Linked DNA regions of Sus scrofa: regions 2 and 3 are each linked to region 1. The links are chromatin contacts, called in public Hi-C and HiChIP or PLAC-seq maps. All regions are on one chromosome and are shown on one strand. Each heading gives the region's core, a stretch centred on a gene start, on an enhancer-like site or on the middle of the called end of the contact. The rest is flanking DNA. Distances are from core to core; before and after follow the strand shown.

Region 1 (2,786 bases), core at 174-2,673:
TCATCCAGGTGAGTTAATTTACTTATTTTTAATTTTTTTGCCACCTCATCCAATTGCGTCACATTGCTCATAACACCTAGTCAAGTGCATACTTAGGTGACTGACTCTTCATGGAGGAAATGGCAGAATGAGTTTCATTCTACAGTAATTACATGTTTTCATCCCGGACTTTAAAGACCCCCCAAGAATGATGAGACTGGTAATTACTGCTTCCTTTCGGCTAGCACAGCACTCAGAACATAGTAAGCACTCAATGAACACTTGCTGAATTGTTTAACTGTCTTCTTTGTAGTCTGTGCTAGTCAGTTCTCAATCTCTCCTGATAATAGTATTGTTAGAAAATAATTAAAAGCAAATGTATGTCAGGTTCTGGGTGGGGCGAAGAATCAAGTTGCTCTCAGCCTTTGAACAAAATACTAGTATTTTATTCTATTTTAAAACAATCTTTGCATGTTTTAAAGACTTATAATAATTCCTAAGAAATATTCATCAGACCCAAACCATTACACAGTAAATCCAATTCTTACACTTTAGGAGGAGTAAGAGGTCAGTTTTCTCCCTAAATCTGCATTTCTAATCTTTAAGTCTACTATCGACCATATTGATGTTCTACTAAAATTTATACTCAGTAATTCTGTTTTAAAACAGAATTTCCTTAGGCAGCTCCTTTTTCGTGCTAGAACATCACCAGAATGAGTACCTAGCTCATTCTCCTCTAGAGCTTCCATGTTTTTCTATGATTGAAATTAAGAACTTTGCGCTGGAGCCCTTTAGGGAAGGGATTCTATTATTCATTGTCTTGCACACATCAGCTTCCTACTTTATGGTTCAACTTACATGATTCAAACTTTTCACATTTAACTGCTTGAAAACAGTCTTTTCCTGCTTAAGCTTTCCTTGTTCCTGCACCAACTTAGAACCACCTGCTGAACCGGAAAGGTAAGCAAGCCGGAGACCACAAGTTTACCCAGGTGTTTACCACACAGTCATAAGAATGAGCGCACAGGTGCACTTTACACATGCTGGAAAGTGAAGGTACAGTGCTGCCCTTTGCCATGCTCTCCATTTCCATGTCAGAGTCTGCATTCTGGAAAGCACCCATCGGTTCAAGTTAGTATTTGCAAAAACAGGTCAATATTGTTTATTTCAGGACACCAACAGATTTGCAATGGCTGCTCTACTAACCTTGACTGGTCAGAATACCCCAGCTAGCTTTTCGCTTAGAAGAACATTCTTCTATACTCGCTAGCCTTCTTTTCGGGAGGATCTGCTTAATGCAGCTCCCTTCAACAGCAAGGTCTGCAGGCATAGTGTGGGTGACGTTTCTGCCCGGACAACCAGGGGTCCTAGGACAAGTGCTCCAGCCAGAAGAAGCGTCAGCAGCTGGATTTCTAACTACTCTTTTCCTTCCCTTCCGACTTTCACAGAGATTCTTGTACGCTACGTGGAGAAGAGCCTCCACATTGAGCTCTACACAGGGTGGGTAGGGGTGGGGGCTGGGCCAGAAAGGCAGTAGTTTTCTATTTTTAAAGTGGAGACTCAGCAACTGCCAGAAGTCTTTAACTGTTTGCGTGATTCAGAAAGTAAAAATGTGTCAAGTCGCCTTTCCTAGAGGGAAAACTGAGTAGAAATGAGCCCTGTCTTTAAAACATGAAAGCCTGCTTGAAACAGCTAGAAATCTATCCAAAATAAAACTGCATGTTAATGATAGGAAGACGACAGTGCAGCCAGAACACTCAGTGGTGACCAGGGACCTGTTAGCCTGTCTCTTCCATCCTGAGGAATAAATAGTGGATATGCCTTAGGGTCAGTCAGCTGGTAGCTAGCTCATGTTTTCACCTTGTAAAGATCTAAGTTTAGAAATGGCTTCCGTACAAAACCACAGTCCTCTGATTTATATAGGTGTCACTTCCTATTGTGATTTTTCTGGAGGTCATTTCTGGACCAAAAGACGTCAACTGTCAATTTAAGGACAGCTGAGATTTTTCACCCTAAAAGGCAGAGGAAAGTGTAGCTGGAGAGAAGAGAGGAAAAACCGAACATGTGCCTGGTATTTTTTGTTGGCAGGTAAAGCTGAGCAGGGTTTACATGGTCCATTACTGAGTCAAGAGCAGTGGCTGAGCCATGATAGGGCGCCAAGGATTAACTGAGCTGGTGATCCTGTTACACGGTATTAACCTATTGAGATGGGTCTGGATGAAGAATGGTCACTGATTCTATTATTGATATTTTTAATCACTATTAGGCTCTACCGTTTGCTGGTGTACACAGAAAAAAAATTATTGGCGGTATTGTCTTCCTATAATGAGCTGGGTAAAAACAAAAACATCTCACGAGTAAATTTTTCATGCATGGCTGTGTTAATATCCGCAGCCATATTACATTGCCAATATTTACTTCAAAGTTATCACGAAGAAATACCAAAAATATCTTTTTCTTATTTTGGATTAATTTCTAATCCCAGAAACTATATGACCTGGGGCAAATAGCCTACTGATACCTCAGTTTCCTTTCCTGTAAAATGAGGAGCTTGGAGAAGACGGCTCTTTTCTGACTCTAACATTCTTTGTTTGGGAGTATGGTACTAACACATACAGAGCAAGGAGTTGTGAGCTTGGGGCACTGCCACAAATCAGGCCAGACATTCCCAATAAAACTAGAGGCTATTTTTATGGGGGGCACACTCCTAGGTGGTATGAAAACCATGAAGGGTGGTCTAGGGAGGGGCTTATGGGGTCCATTTTATTTTTAGGAGCCAGCTGTTGTTAACTGTGGGGTCTTCACTC
Region 2 (2,786 bases), core at 139-2,638, 64 kb before region 1:
GGATTAAGTAGATGAGTTAAGAATGCAGAAATGATTATTTTGAGCAAGTAACCCTAATCATTTGTATCCATATGCTTTACCCCAGTGACATTTTAGTCAGTATAGTGTGGGCCCTGGTATGGGACAAAATCCCTTTTTTGGGCATTCAAAAATGAAAGGTCCTCAAGTCTTTATCTTGTGAGAATAATGCCCATTCATCTTTCTATTAACCCACAGATTACTGAGTATTCCATTAGTATTACAGTCTGGTGCTGGTAAACCAAATGAAATTTAGTTTCCACATTTTCATCCAGGACCATCTGCTTTCTAATAATCATTAGACCTTGTATTCATATCTACCGAATATGGTAAAAAAAAAATTTTTTTACATTCTTGTATTATTTTCAGACAAGATAAAAATGTTATTGGAGTTCCCGCAGTGGCACATGGGGATCCGCCGCATCTTGGGATCGCTGGGACCCGGGTCTGATCCCCAGGCCCGGCACAGTGGGTTAAAGATCTGGTGTTGTGGCAGATTCGGGGCTCGGATCTGAAGCCTTGCCCAGGAGGTCCATATATATGACTTGAGGTGGCCAAAAATGAAAAAAAAAAAAAAAAAAAGTGTTATTTAAAACATTTCTTCATAACTTCAATAATAAAGTTATGTGGAAATGTTACGAGGTGATATAAATAAAAACTATGTTTCAGTGCTTACTTGAGTAAATGGCTCTATTTCTTCCATCAGGTTTAACGTGCCATCCAAGCCGCCCCTTCACTATGGCCTCTTGCTCCCGTGACTCTACAGTGAGACTCTGGTCATTAACACCTCTAATCACCCCTTTACAAATAAATATTCTGGCCGACAGATCTTGGGAAGAAATTATCGGGAACACGGGTACTGAAACTCTTGCATGTATTAGATTTTCTGTATAAATGCTATTTTGTAAGCTCTCTTTTGTTGCTGAGTTCCGTCTCTCCTCCAGATGGCGCTATAGAACACGGCACGCCTCCCCTGCTGTGTGGCAAAGTGTCAAGAGATATTAAACAGGAAGTAGAGAAACTGACGGGTAATCCTCGCATGAAAAAACTAAGATGGTTTTCAGAATTCTTATCAGTAAGTATTATAAGGAACCAAATGGAAAAATTTCCCCTTCAGCCGAAGCGAATTATTACAACTTTTTGTCATTATCACACATTTACATGTGTCATCCCACTGAAAGAAAGCAAATGGAACCCAGAAGCAAAAAAAGATAAAGTATAGTTCTTAGTTTGTTAATTTATGGATTTAGATGTGACTGCATTATGTTTTTGAAGACGCAAAATGCTGTGGGGTTTTAATTCCTTATTGTATCTTTGCATGTTCTGTATCAATGTTTAGCCTCCAGGGGGCAGTGACAATTTGTGGAACTTAGTTGCTGTGATCACAGGGCAAGATGACAGCTTACTTCCTCAGAACTACTCTAAAGGAATAATGCATTTGAAACATCTCGTTAAATTCAGAACAGTAAGTATAGTATGCAAATGTGATGTACTCAAGTATTTTTTTTGCCATTTCACTATTAAAATATGAAAATGATTTTTAAAATAAATAATTAGAGTTAGTAGACTGAAATAAGTGAATATTGAGGAGATCAATCTTGAGTGATCATGACAGTACAAATTATTTGGAAACAGACTGAGGCAGCCATGGTTTTCATAGCTTGAATCTCATGAAATTTTCTAAAACACTTGAAATACTTTGCTTTACACTGTTAGCAGATGATTGTACGTATGGACTAATCTGATTTTTGCCCCATAGATCTACTAGGATTTATTTTGGGATATATTTTTATTAAAACCGATTATATTCCAGCTCTTAAGAGTTTGAATTTCAATACAAAACTATTACTTAGTTACCTTATGCATGAAGTGATATGCAATACTGCAATGCCAGCAACAAACCAGTTCTGGAACGGGAAAGAAGAAAAGGCTTTTTTTTTTTTTTTTTCTTTTCAGTAAAATGCCAGTGGGTAATTAGTTGTTGGGTCATGGAGAGAATTGTGCCAGGGATGTGGATCTGATGCTGATAAGAAACAGTTATTTTCATTAAGTACTTTGATCACAAACTAAACATGTAATAACTGTAATGGTTATCTGCTGAACGAATAGAAGCCAATTAGAGTGAGCCAGTAACTTTTAATTTTTATTAAAAGCCTTTATATATTTTTTCACGAGTTATATATCACTTTATCACTCACTACCTTTTGGCCTCTGGACTTCTGGTGAGTTTTAAGAAAAATGAAATTTAGCTTCTTCCCACCCACACCAGACACATCTAGGCTCTTCTCTCCACCACTCCAAAATATTGTGTTTAAAGAGGCACTGTATTTTATAGAGAAAAAGCATTGGTTTAAAAAAATATTCAATTTACAGTGCTCTGTGCTTATAAAATATGTGTCTGTATGGTGCTTTTATAATCACCAGCTATTGTACAATAAAATTTAGAAAATTTCATTTTCTTTTTAACCAGTCTGAAGCACAAGAACTAACCACAGTCAAGATGTCTAAATTTGGTGGTGGCATTGGTGTCCCTACTAAAGAGGAAAGACTGAAGGAAGCTGCCGAAATATACTTGAGATTAGGACAGATTCAGAGATATTGTGAACTGATGGTTGAACTTGGAGAGGTAATGGGCTATTAGAGCAAAATTCATGAATTTAACACAGTATTCTAAGTCTTAGTTACATATGAAATATCAAGCCCATCTTTTTCCAGTTCTGGTTGGTTCTCCACCAATCTGATATCATATGTATGCCTCAGAACAGTGT
Region 3 (2,786 bases), core at 204-2,703, 58 kb after region 1:
TAAGTATACCTAATTGTCTTGTTTATCACTGCGCTAAATATTTTAGATACTGTTTTTGTTTCACATGACCACAGATGCAATTTCTTCCTCTCCTGAAATTCACAGCATTTTACAACTTCCTCTGTGTTTCAGATTTCTCTGTTTTTATTTCATTGACTCTACTGGATTATAAAATTCAGGAGGGTAGAATCAATTAGTACACATCTCTGTTATCATGTGTAACACAGTAGGCATTCAATAAATTGTGGCTTTACTGAATAAACTGTGGCTGCCTGGAAGACAAAAATTTACAGTTTAACTCAACTAAGGATCTCTCCTTAGTTCATAGTTCGTTAGTTTTGCATTATTTGGCTCTACTCCAATTTAGCAGGGACCTTGTCTTATCAGGGCTGCACTCTCAAAGCCTAGAACTGAACCTGGCATAGCTGGCCCTTAGTAACAAACAACCCTAACTGTACACTATATGAAAACTGAGTGATTAACGAATAATGCAAAGAAGCCAGGGCTCAACAATAGACAAGATAAACCAGCATAAGGCTCAGATCATCATTTTCTGGTTTGCCCATCTTATACTAAGCTAGGTGTTCTTAGACTCTTTTGGTTTATGGATACAAAATTACAAATTTTTTTTCAGGGAATTACTGGGTCCTCTGAATCCCATTTTTATAATCACAAAAAAAAAATGTAGCTGCCAGAGGAACAAAGGTGTTGAGAGACCGTTAAGGTCAGGGATTGGCATAGTCTGAACCTTACAGCCTCTGAGGGCCACTGTGTATTGATGGATTTAAATTATAAATGTATATTTTTTATATTTTCTTTCTTTATATATGATACATATGAAATATTTTAAGTAAAAATTTAAATTATACCATGTGTGGCACAGCAATTTCACAACCATCACCTCCTTTGATCCTAAGAACCCAGCGAGGTCATTCTTTTGGTTATAGGATCCACCTTGTTAACATGCAACAATTTAAAACTGGTAGCGGCACCCTTATAGTCTAAAACAGCTTTAGCTGCCATAGGAAGGCAAAGCATGAATAGGAGCTGGTCTGAGGTTGGGCGTGGAAAGTAAAGGCCCTCTAAGCCCTCCCAAAAGCTGAAGTTCTAACTCCAGGTGTGACAAAAGACCAGGGGTTTTGGAGAGTGCTGCTTCCAAACGCGATACGTCGGGACACACAGCAAACTACCTTGCTTAGCTGAGGGTTTTAGGTGCAAATCGACGGCACCTAAGCACCCAAGAGGCCACAGACGCAGACCGCTTGAAAAAGGCCTGAGAAAGAAGGTTGACGGGCTTGGAGGCCAGAGGAGAACCGAGAAGGTGGCCCTTCCGCGGCAAAGCCCAGCACCTCCCCTGCTCGTCGCTGATTGGTGGAGGCGCCAAGGAGGGGCGGGCTTGCTTGAGGCTCAGTCTCGCGGGTTCGGCTCGTCCCGCCCGCTGGTGGGTGTGTCTGGGAGGCGGGGGCGCGCTCGCACGCGTCGCGGGACCGGAAAGGAGGCGGGGCCGCGACGGCGCGCCCCCGGAACGCGCGGCGCAGGCGGCGCGGATCGCTGGGAGCCGGTCCGCGGCCGGAACGGGGTCCCGGGTGTGCGTGTGGAGCGGGGCTCGGGGCGTCCGCCGCGATGAACACGGTGCTGTCGCGGGCGAACTCGTTGTTCGCCTTCTCGCTGAGCGTGATGGCGGCGCTCACTTTCGGCTGTTTCATCACCACCGCCTTCAAAGACCGGAGCGTCCCGGTGCGGCTGCACGTCTCTCGGATCATGCTGTGAGTGCGGCCGAGGCCGGGCGGCGGGCGGGCGCCGAGACCGGGCGGCCGCGCGGGGCGACGAGCCGGGCGTCTGCGCTTCCCCGGGGCCCCTCCCGAGCGACCCTCGCTCCCCAGTGTCCAGCCGGGCGGAACCCGCAGCTCCCCGGTCCCCCCTCGGCGCCCACCCTCCGCCTCATCTTCCCGGGCTTGCTCTTAAATTTTAATTTTGAGCGTTACTCCGGCCGGTGCCTCTGCGTCCTTCCTGTTCCTCACTTCCCTCTGCCCGCGCGGGCCAATGAGGGAGCAACACAACAGCAAAACGGGCGCCGCTCCCCGCCTCCCGCCTCCGGCCCTGCGCCGGAGTCCAGTAGCAGCCACCCCCGGGCTGCCCACAGCCCGACCCGATCCGAGCCCGGCCCGCAGCCCCTCCCCAGGGCCTTTCCTCGCAGCACCGACTCGCTGCGGCTGCCAAGTTGGCGGCCGAGGTTGGGATGCCCGGAGAGGACTGGGCATCCCAGTGCCCTGATAAGACGTGTTTTCAGTTTTATTTTTGAAGGGCCGGTTGCTTTAGTACATCTGGGAGAATGTCCCAAGTCGAATTTTGAAATGACATTGTCCTTTCGCTAATGCCTATTTTTTTTCCTTTCTAATTTTTATTCTCTAGCACTTTTTTCTTCGATTCTAGCTATTTCCGCCCCCCATCCCCGCTCTCTTGTCTGGCTTCTGTATGCCTTCTTCCATGTGCGCTCTCCTTCAACCTTAGTTTTATTTCTAAGTCAGAATTGTCAACCAGCCAGTTATCTCAGAGCTGTCCCCTACTCTACCCTTTCCTATATTGATGTTTGTTAGTTACTATTTTTTTTTAGATTGAAATAGACCCAGGCTGGCAATCACGGCTGTTCCTTGCTCTGGGAGGGATCAGCAGAGCTTGGCGCATTGTGAACACGGAACAGCTGTTAGCTACTGAGAATCTTGAGCAAGTTTCTTACCGTTCTGGGCCTTCGTTTCCTTTTGTCTAACTCGTGGGCATGTTGTGAG

What was found. Hi-C and Micro-C count contacts between places; a contact is called where the count stands out from the background. HiChIP or PLAC-seq counts read pairs in DNA pulled down with a chosen protein or histone mark.
Region 2: a contact with region 1 is called in an H3K27ac HiChIP or PLAC-seq map of skeletal muscle, with 2.3 times the contacts expected there. The contact joins two enhancer-like sites. A contact is called at or near these places in 1 of 5 promoter capture datasets (liver), 8 of 47 Hi-C or Micro-C datasets (embryonic fibroblasts, fetal heart ventricle, heart right ventricle and 5 more) and 1 of 2 datasets of contacts at active chromatin or transcription factors (skeletal muscle).
Region 3: a contact with region 1 is called in a Hi-C map of skeletal muscle, with 3 times the contacts expected there. The contact joins the promoter of SPCS3 here to the enhancer-like site in region 1. A contact is called at or near these places in 2 of 5 promoter capture datasets (fetal liver and liver), 8 of 47 Hi-C or Micro-C datasets (embryonic fibroblasts, fetal heart ventricle, fetal skeletal muscle and 3 more) and 1 of 2 datasets of contacts at active chromatin or transcription factors (skeletal muscle).

What each region holds. Positions count from the first base shown.
Region 1 is chr15:38,730,983-38,733,768 of Sscrofa11.1, forward strand. All of the region lies in intron 2 of ASB5 (ankyrin repeat and SOCS box protein 5), which reads right to left. Among named protein-coding and RNA genes, the nearest start is that of SPATA4, 27 kb to the left of the region's middle. Within about 2 kb of position 1,424, at least 11 of the 83 cell types and tissues checked have an H3K27ac peak or open chromatin away from gene starts, as enhancers often do. A contact at or near this core is called in fetal skeletal muscle, liver and skeletal muscle, where this site is marked.
Region 2 is chr15:38,667,508-38,670,293 of Sscrofa11.1, forward strand. It overlaps WDR17 (WD repeat-containing protein 17), which reads left to right. Exons shown (of 31, transcript XM_021075880.1): 16 at 725-874; 17 at 963-1,093; 18 at 1,358-1,483; 19 at 2,489-2,644. Among named protein-coding and RNA genes, the nearest start is that of SPATA4, 37 kb to the right of the region's middle. Within about 2 kb of position 1,389, at least 17 of the 83 cell types and tissues checked have an H3K27ac peak or open chromatin away from gene starts, as enhancers often do. A contact at or near this core is called in liver and skeletal muscle, where this site is marked.
Region 3 is chr15:38,789,152-38,791,937 of Sscrofa11.1, forward strand. SPCS3 (signal peptidase complex subunit 3) reads left to right here and starts at 1,454. Exons shown (of 5, transcript XM_003133320.4): 1 at 1,454-1,766. The coding sequence starts at 1,624.